Regions from separate parts of the Mus musculus genome. Here regions 1 and 2 are each linked to region 3. The links are chromatin contacts, called in public Micro-C maps. All regions are on one chromosome and are shown on one strand. Each heading gives the region's core, a stretch centred on a gene start, on an enhancer-like site or on the middle of the called end of the contact. The rest is flanking DNA. Distances are from core to core; before and after follow the strand shown. Region 1 overlaps Pcyt1b (phosphate cytidylyltransferase 1, choline, beta isoform). Region 2 overlaps Pcyt1b (phosphate cytidylyltransferase 1, choline, beta isoform). Region 3 holds the start of Pola1 (polymerase (DNA directed), alpha 1).

Evidence for each region. Hi-C and Micro-C count contacts between places; a contact is called where the count stands out from the background.
Region 1: a Micro-C map of the G1E-ER4 cell line shows a contact between it and region 3, with 2.4 times the contacts expected there. The contact joins the enhancer-like site here to the promoter of Pola1 in region 3. A contact is called at or near these places in 10 of 39 promoter capture datasets (the 3T3-L1 cell line, the C10 cell line, the HPC-7 cell line and 5 more), 16 of 484 Hi-C or Micro-C datasets (the G1E-ER4 cell line, bone marrow-derived macrophages, embryonic fibroblasts and 6 more), 7 of 115 datasets of contacts at active chromatin or transcription factors (the SCID.adh cell line, effector CD8 T cells, embryonic stem cells and 1 more) and 2 of 9 other capture datasets (adipose tissue and embryonic stem cells).
Region 2: a contact with region 3 is called in a Micro-C map of the G1E-ER4 cell line, with 2.1 times the contacts expected there. The contact joins the enhancer-like site here to the promoter of Pola1 in region 3. A contact is called at or near these places in 7 of 39 promoter capture datasets (the 3T3-L1 cell line, the HPC-7 cell line, embryonic stem cells and 4 more), 6 of 484 Hi-C or Micro-C datasets (the G1E-ER4 cell line, the MC38 cell line, cerebral cortex and 2 more), 4 of 115 datasets of contacts at active chromatin or transcription factors (astrocytes, bone marrow-derived macrophages, large pre-B cells and 1 more) and 3 of 9 other capture datasets (adipose tissue, embryonic stem cells and liver).

Annotation. Positions count from the first base shown.
Region 1 is chrX:93,696,330-93,699,189 of GRCm38.p6, reverse strand. All of the region lies in intron 1 of Pcyt1b (phosphate cytidylyltransferase 1, choline, beta isoform), which reads right to left. Among named protein-coding and RNA genes, the nearest start is that of Pcyt1b, 23 kb to the right of the region's middle. Within about 2 kb of position 1,584, at least 1 of the 459 cell types and tissues checked has an H3K27ac peak or open chromatin away from gene starts, as enhancers often do. A contact at or near this core is called in the G1E-ER4 cell line, where this site is marked.
Region 2 is chrX:93,749,387-93,752,506 of GRCm38.p6, reverse strand. It overlaps Pcyt1b (phosphate cytidylyltransferase 1, choline, beta isoform), which reads right to left. Exons shown (of 8, transcript NM_211138.1): 8 at 2,559-3,120. Among named protein-coding and RNA genes, the nearest start is that of Gm35641, 11 kb to the right of the region's middle. Within about 2 kb of position 1,801, at least 7 of the 459 cell types and tissues checked have an H3K27ac peak or open chromatin away from gene starts, as enhancers often do. A contact at or near this core is called in the G1E-ER4 cell line, where this site is marked.
Region 3 is chrX:93,630,600-93,633,528 of GRCm38.p6, reverse strand. Pola1 (polymerase (DNA directed), alpha 1) reads left to right here and starts at 1,374. Exons shown (of 37, transcript NM_008892.2): 1 at 1,374-1,460. The coding sequence starts at 1,418.

The DNA of each region.
Region 1 (2,860 bases), core at 335-2,834, 65 kb before region 3:
TAGTCCAGGTTAGCTATAACTTGTTATAGAGTCCAGGCTAACCTGGAACTCTGCTTCAGTCTTCACATATTTGAATTTAACCCAGCTGTTTCATTTACATGTGTATATGAACAGTTAATCTTTATCATATAGTCTCAAATAAATGACGATTTAGAAATATTTTTATGTACTAACCTCAAAGCTTACTAGACAAAGTGTTGTTGTTTCATAAGGAAGATGTATTAAGAGGGTGGGAAAGCTGGCATTTAAAACAGAGGAAAATTGTACTGAAAGATGAAGATAGTTTATGTGTGCTGTGCATTTTGCTGTTGATTTTCATGGCCTGGAAGTAAGGAAATGGGAAGACTGAAGAGAAGGAAAACAGACAGAACCCCTCAGTGCATATGTGTGCTTCTGTGTGCAGCATGAACACAGATGAGCATCTGTAACTGCAGTTGGCATGGGAAAAGTTTATTTTTGAAAGAACAGGGATAATGCAAAAATAAACAAGTTGAAGCCTGCTTTCCAGAACATTTCCTTTCAAAGTGATGCTGAATAGACCTTGGGTTGAGCATTTGATACTATATTGGAACAATAGGATGGCTCAGTGGATAACAGTGCTTTCCATGCAAGCCCAGCGACCCAAGTTCAGTTCCTAGAACCTATGTAAAGGCAGAAGGAGCGATCAGACTCCACAAAGTTGTTTTATGGCCTCTATCCCTACAAATTATTATTTTTTTATTACATTATTATTTTAATTTAAAAGTAATTAAACTCTATATTCAACAAGATTTGGTGAGGGCCTGGAAAATACCAACTAGTTCCCGTGACTTGAAGTAATATTGTTTCAGTCTGAACAAATCAGACTATAATTAAAAAAAAAAAACTCCCTTTCAACACAAAATAAACCATTTAATGTCTAAAGAATCTATGCTTATTCAGTTCTATTTTCTCTACATACAAGCAATAGGTTCACCTCAGAACAATTGGGAATAAAATACCTGGAGTCACCTAGGAGAAGAGAGGATCGGCCAATCTGGCCTTTGACCTATCTAGATGTCTACGAGGGTCCCTATCTATTCTTTAACCTTTACCAAAGCCCAAATGTTTACTGGGATACTCTGATATATTCTGGAGATAGGCCTTTTGTTAAGACATGAAATTGGGGCCCAATAACACAGTGTAATAACTAAGTCTTTGATTGTCTACCCAGTGATGCATATAAAGTGTCAAATATATTTGCTCATTTAGTTTGTACAAGAACTCTGTAGGATAGGTTCAACGTCTAGCAAACTATATAGGACCTGTCTGCAATAGTGATATCAGTTGATGACAAGAAGCCACAGATAGCAGTGATAGATCCTTTAGACTCAGTTGTCTTTGTTGGCTCCCTCTGAACTGAGCAAACATTCAAATTTCTAGACAGGATGAGGAGACCACAGAAAGAAGATACTGAAATGCCTGATAATCCAGAAGGGGAAACTCAAACAATTAACTGAAGAAGTAGCAGTACATGGCAGATATTTTCACCCTGACTTAGTGAAGCATATAGCCATTGTCAAGCCTCAAGCCTCAGCTCAGACTCTAAGGCATCCAGCTCACCTTTTCTAGTGTTTCTAGCACAAGCTACACAGTTAACTGATGCTAGATGTCTGGGAGGTAGGCAAATAAAAGAACAAATAAGAAAGGCAGGGAAGAGAGGTGACTCTGGGGCAGCAGTCTACCAAAGTGAAGAGTGACCTTATCAGAACATGAAAAGATAATAATTAAAAAGGCAAGCACAATTTCCCATCATTTCATATTTGTAACCAAAGTCCCATTCTTTTCAATGTACAATTCATAGAAATCAAGTGACTAGAATAGTGGGTGTCATCAGAACCATAGACCACACCTCCCTGGAGAACCATAGTCCACATTCAAAGTTGGGACTATGAGACACAAGAGATCGTTCATCAGAAGACTGATGACTTTCAAGGGATAAGAAGCCATGGCCAGTGCCCCAGACTTCACATGTACACAGGCCTTGGAAGACCACAGATTTGGTTCTAGGCCACAGTAAAGAGTCCTGCCTAATTTAGGATTTCAAAACACCCAACCATTGCTTGCAAATGGGCTTCCCATTTGTCATGTGTTCCAGTACTGTAAACTGTACCACAGAGTCATACAAAAGCTATACTCCCAAAAGGCTTTGCAAAGGAAAGGACATTGTGTATTGGCCATTGTTTTCCAGAATCTCTTTTACTGAGACTTGTCAAATATTTACCTAAAACAAAAACTGTTACATAGCTGGGAGTGTACTCGAGAGACCAAAGCAGAAGGCTCAGGAGTACCCAAGCCAGATTAGGCCACATAGGAATTCAAGGGCAGCTTCAGTTCCAAATGCAAGACTTCTGCAAGTGTGTGTGCAAGCAGGTGCATATGCACGCACAGCTACATGCCCATACCTGAACACACACACATACACACATGCATGCACATGCACACAAAGATAGCTATCAGATACAATATAAAATGTATGTTATAATTACTACTGGAGTGCAAAAAAAATGACACATAAAACCTGCACTTATGCACTATACATCGCTGACTGACAACAAAAATATGAGAATTAAAAAAAAAGACAACATAAAAAATTCTATTTCTCATCTCTGATAATTTTAAATCCAGATTTAATTTATGATCATAAAAGTTTAGTCTGATTGCAAGATAGAAAAAAAAAAAAACAGTTGACCATAGGTCTGAAATACACAAGTCACTAGAGTCTGGAATTAGGTCATTGATTATGTAGAATCCCAAATCACATAGTTGATATGAAAGTTCTGCCAGCAGAAATCCATGGAGTGGAGGATAACAAGGCCCAGAATGTGGCTCAACACCAAGA
Region 2 (3,120 bases), core at 552-3,051, 120 kb before region 3:
GCCATTTCATCCATAAAAGACACTTTGACCTCTTCTCAGAGAAGCCTAGGCCTACTTGCCAAGGTCCTCAAGGAAAGAGATTATGTCAACAAAAACTTCAGGAGTTCATTTTGGCCTTTCTACTAGTTACGGGCCTAGGTGTGAGATAATATTGCTAGTCACTTCCTTTCAACATTCTAAAAAAGTGGTTTCAAATAGGAAATGTTTTTAAAATTTAAGGGTTTTTTTCCATTTTTCTCCACTCTAAGTGAGAATTGGAGATGGTGGCCCTGTCCAGGGAGAGTACTCTATCTCAAAGACATTGTTACAATCAATTAGTTGGTAAGATAGATAATTCTAAATTTTTCCTTGGTAGAATCAGAATTGATTTTCATATGTTCCTTCGGAGACAGGTTCTTGCCGTACAGCCCAGGCTGGCCTGGTGCTTGCTTGCTAATTTGTGGCCTCAAATTTGTGGCAATCCTTCTACTAACCTCTTACATTCTGGGATTACAGGAGTGCATAAAGGCTTTTGAGGCTCCAAACAAGGATGTTTCTTTCAGAGCGCATTAAGAATTAAGGATAAGGACAGGAGAGACAGAACTTAAGTTGACAAACTACAAGCAAAGATTGCATGCTTTTGGACTTTTGTGTCCCAAAAACGTGACTATCCACTCAAATGTTTACTGCCAACTTCTTCTTTGGCCAAGACATCTCCCTTTATACCTTTCCAATTCACTCTTCGTTGTGGACGTCAAGACTCCAGAGACATTTCATTAAGCAAGGTCATCACTAGTAGCAAATGTTAAAACAGAATATTGCTTATTTTTTTCTAACCAGACAAAAGACTCAGTAGTTAGTGAGCATAGCAGTGCAGGCTTGTAATCCCAGCTCTTGACAGAGATGGGAAGATTCAAGGCTACCACTTCCTGGTGTTAGGTGGTTTCTTGAAGAATCTGTTCACTGGGTATACTTTGATGAATGTGAATTGTTGTACAGTTTGGAAAGTGTCACCGAGTGGTGCTGCCGGTGGTGCACACCTTTAATCTCAGCACTGCAGTCATTTCACAGAGCTAACCAGCTCCAGATGGAGTTACTCAAAGCTCCAGAATTGTGTGGGTTAACGGCATGCATGAAAACCCTGAGAGCAACAGCCACAGCTCCCTTCAGGGTTGACACTTGGAACTGTGACTTAGTGTCTCTGCCTCCGTCTCTGTGCTCCCAGTTGAATTAAGATGGAAAAATAGTTGAATTGGCCACTTGTCAAAGCCTAGCTATCCTTGAGAAGCCTTCTATTTTCAGTTTACGAGGAGCCAGCATACTGATTTCCATAGTGGTGGCACCAGTTTATAGTCCTATCAACAATGAAGAACACTTCTCACCTCCCCACACCTTCACCAGCATGGGTTATTTGTTTTCTTGATGGTAGCTGTTCTTCTTGAAGTGAGATGCTATCTCAAAGAAGTTTTCGTTTGCATTTCCCCCATGGCTAAAGATATTGGACACTTTTTCAAATACCTTGTGGCCATTTATGTTTGAGAATTGTCCAGTTAATTCATTAGCCCATTAATCGGTTGAATGATTAGGGGTTTGGGGTTTGGTATTTTTAAGTTCTCTCCCAAAAGACAAACACTGCGTGTTTTTTTAAATATACAGAATCTACGTATTTACATATATATTTGTGTGTATAATGTAGGTTGACATTAGGTGTCTCCTTCAGTTGCTCTCCACCTTATCTTTTGAAACAGGATCTCTCATTGACCATGGAGCTCACAGGAGAGGAGCGATAAGAAAGGGGAGTGGAATGCATGGGGCATGAGAGCTGAAGAGCACCCAAGTTGGAAAGAAGGGGGCCGATAAGAGTGGGAGGGACGCTAGGAGAGCAGGGAATGGGGACAGTGAGGACAATGTATAATTGCATATATGTATAAAATTGCCATGTGAGAAGCTGGGGAGATAGCACAGTAGAACCCATGTTAAATAACAAAGAACAGATGTGGTGCACATGTAACCCCAGCACTGGGGAGGCAAAGGCAGCCAGCCTAAGCCTCCTGGTGTGATCCAGAGCATGGAGAGACCCTGCCTCTAAAACAATGTGGATGGTACCTGAGACACAACACCAAAGTTAACCTCGGGCATCCACTTGCATGCACACACATGCTATAATAAAACCATTTTATGCTGATTTTAAAAATTAAAGAAACATAGCAAAATAATAACAGTAGATGGACCCTGAGAGCCTTATATCTCCATGCTACAAATGTGGAGGCGAGATCATCAACCAACGCTGCAGGTTGTGGGGATCCCAGGAGGCTTTCTACTTTGTGAGAAGTGAGCCTTTTCTCCTGGTCAGCGTGGTAGCTTGGAGAACGCTGGGGGACAGTGCAGGCTGCCGTTTGGCAACTCCCAGACTTGGCTCCATTCAGCAGAAAGCAAGGGGTGGTAAAGCCTTCCAAGTGCTGAAGCCACAGCTGGGCAGGCAGTGACTACAACTGCTAGAGTGCATGCATTTTGCACATTCAACTTGAACTCCTGGGTAGGAACACAGCAACACACAATAAACAAGGCAACCAAAGTGTGACTCTGCGTCCCTTTATTTATAAACAAGTTGGGAATACTGTGGTCCATTGGGGATCAGGAGACTGGATTGGGTCTAGGGGTTTCAGTGGTAGGGTTGGGGTGGTTCCAGTAGTTTGCACTATTCAGCACCAGAGCAAATGCTTGGGCATAAGATCATTCTTGAATCCAGACAAGCCCTCGGCTTCTATGTACAGCAGAATTTTAAGTAGATAGGCTTCTTATGGCTTTGTCCCCAGACACACTGCAGCGACACAACAGAAAACTAGAGAAGAGGAGAAGTAAAAAATTTGCCTAATGAGCTCACTTATCTCTTGCTCACTTCCTTCCTTCCTTCCTTCCTTCCTTCCTTCCTTCCTTCCTTCCTTCCTTCCTCATCAGATGGTTAGGACAAGACTGGAGTTGCTGAGTAGATGCCTGAAAACCAGTCTCATCTGTGGAGTAGGACTGGGCATTTTAAAAAGTCCTGAAGACTGAGGGAAAATAAGCCATGTTCTTCCTGTGGCCACAACCCACCAGTGTAACCGCAGTATCTTGTAGCCTAGGTCATAGAATGGCTGAGTC
Region 3 (2,929 bases), core at 125-2,624:
TCTCTGAAAGTAGTCCAAAGTTATATAAAAGTTATATAATTCAAATCCCAAGCCTGACTCCACCTGAACTTTAAATCCTCCCAATATTAAAAAGAGCATTATAAACAGAAAACATTTATAAGTCAATCATCTTTGCAAAAGACACATTTTGGGAATGGGTTTTATAGGCCTAAATATTTGATATATTTTTTGCAATTAGGTATGTACACATGTGTGACGGTTTGTATCTGCTTAGCCTAGGGAGGTGTGGCCTTGTTGGAGTAGGTGTGTCACTGTGAGGCTTTAAGACCCTACTCCTAGCTGTTTGGAACTTAGTATTCTGTTAACAACATTCAGATGAAGATGTAGAACTCTTAGCTCCTCTTGTACTGTGCCTGCCTGTATGCTGCCATGCTCCTGTCTTGATGATAATGGACTGAACCTCTGAACCTGCAAGGCAGCCCCAATTAAATATTGTCCTTTGTAAGACTTGCCTTGGTCATGGTGTCTGTTCACAGCAGTAAAAGCCTAAGACAACATTCATTTACCATTTCCTTTTGATGTTTGTTCATTAAACTTTCCCTCTTTTTTTTTTCTTTGCTTCTCTTTCTGTCTATCCAACTCTCATTCTTTTTGAGGCATGAACTTCTTTGGCTTCAAACTTAGAAGTTCATTTTGGGCTCAAAGTTACCACCCTCTTGTCTCAGCCTCCCAAGAGTAAAGTTTACTGATTAACCTCCCTCACCCGCTTTGAGGTGAGTGTTATTTTTTGTCAACAACTGTCTTAAAAGAACTAAGCAAATAAAACAAATCCAAAACACACAAGTTATTTTGTTACTTTTTCAATTGTATCACATCAGGAGTGAGTCATGAAGTAAGATTGTTACATTTGGAGGCTGTCACTTCAGCTATGTGCTTGAGGGAAATACGTTTTGGTGGATAACACTCAGAGAGACAAGGTACAGGGCAAGAATCAGATTGTATTTGTCGAAGAAGTCACTCTTTTGGGGCCGGGGGCAGAGATGGAGGGCAGCAATTGAGAGACAATTTATACCCGCCCGCACTTCTTTTCCCAGAAAATATCTCTCGTGACCAGAGAACCCCTTTTCCCATGCGTCCTACGGATTGTTAAAATAGCGTGCATGCGCTTGCGCAGTGCCTTTAGGAGGTTTCTTTTCAGCTCCCGACCGCCTCCTTCTCCAGGTCTCCCCGGTCCTCGCCGAGGTTCCCGCTTTTCGCTCAGGGGTCATCACAGGGCGCCAAATGCACTCCCGCGGGAAGGCCGGGGGCGGGGCGCGGCTCAGCGCCGCACGTCAGTGGCCTTCCGGGCGGAAGTCCGCAGTCTTCCAGGCCGCTGATTGGCTTTCGTACTGGCGCCTATCTTGGCCTCCGCGCCAGTTTCAGGCTGGTTGGCGCGGAATAGAGAGACTATCGGACCATGGCGCCCATGCACGAAGAGGACTGTAAACTGGAGGCAAGCGGTGAGGGAGGATCCCATGCTTAGGGCACGTGGTTGGGAATGTGGGGGTCGCGGTATGATCGAGGGGGAGCGGAAGGTCTCTGCTTTTTATCCTTAAGAAGGTGGCGCGCTCCTAGACCGCCCCTTAGGTCTGTTTGACCGCCAACCTTAATCATTCTGGGCGGAGACCCTAGGGGTGTGGGACGGGGCTTCCTGATGGGGTCACTTGCTGAAGGTATTTTGGCTTGAGCGGTTTCTTTCTCTTATGACAGGCTTCACAGTCGTTGGCTCTTTTCATTTTCTTTGATGAGTCGCAAGCACGTGTGGGTTACAACTTCCATGGCAACCTGCCTCGGCAGGGATTGCTCTCTCCTGCCTGAAACTGTTTCTATGCTCCCTTGGCAGGTCTCGGTTTGAGGGTTTGGAGCATGCCTGTGCCTCCGTTTCTAGGAAGTCCCAGGAAAATTGTTAGCATTGTCATTGAAGTGAGAGATGGAAGTGCTGTCACCAGATATAGATGCATTTCGTTAAGATTTTTTTAGGTTCTACGGGAAGTTCTTCAAGTGCTACATAGAAATACTGTTCAGGTCTAGTCATTTTGGGTGAGGTTTGAAAAAAAGTATCAGTTGAGTAGCATTTCGGATGCCCTATATATCAGGCATTTTGTGAGTAGTAATTTTTTATTTCCAGAAGTAGAGTTCAAAAATGCAGATGGCCTTGTCTGATTCTGATTTTAAACGGTGTTCAGCTAAAGTATGACTTAACTTCAGTTCTAACTTAAAATCAGATACTTTCTTAACCAAGTGTCACATGTCCTGCCATTCACTGTGCATTGCCATTAATGAGATCTTGCTTCGTAATCAGTTTCTTTTGCATTCAGCTAGTTTTAAAATCACAGGTTTCTCTCTCTCTCTCTCTCTCTCTCTCTCTCTCTCCTCTCTCAGACAAATTATTTTGGAGAGTTGACTAGCTTGGATTACAAATGGGCTGTGGGATGTAAGTACATGAACAGTCTGCAGCCTCTATCAGTCATTTGCTTCTAAGTCCTTTTTTCACCCTAAAAAACTGTACGCCATCTGTGCACATCAAGAAATCACTCTTTGGAGGATACTGTGCAATCTTGAGACCCCTCTTAAGTCACAGTGTTGATTAAGTATTTTCTGGGGACTTGTGACTGGAATTTTTCTTTAAAGCATGCCAAAAGATTGTTATGTGGAAGACCGCTTCAGGTTACTGTCCCTGCCTGCTTTGGGGGAGGGTAGAAGTACTCCCAAGTGGTGATTTGAAAACATTATTTCAATCTTTGTGTTTTCCCCCATTGTCTTGTGTCTGTGTGTGTGTGGTGTTTTTTTTTTTGTTGTTGTTTGTTTTTGTTTGTTTTTTTTGTTTTGTTTTGTTTTTTTTTTTTTTTTTTTGCTAATTCACACAGCGTTAAAGACATTGCTTTAAAAAAAAATTCCAGGCTTTTTATGTTGGAAGGTGGGACACCTG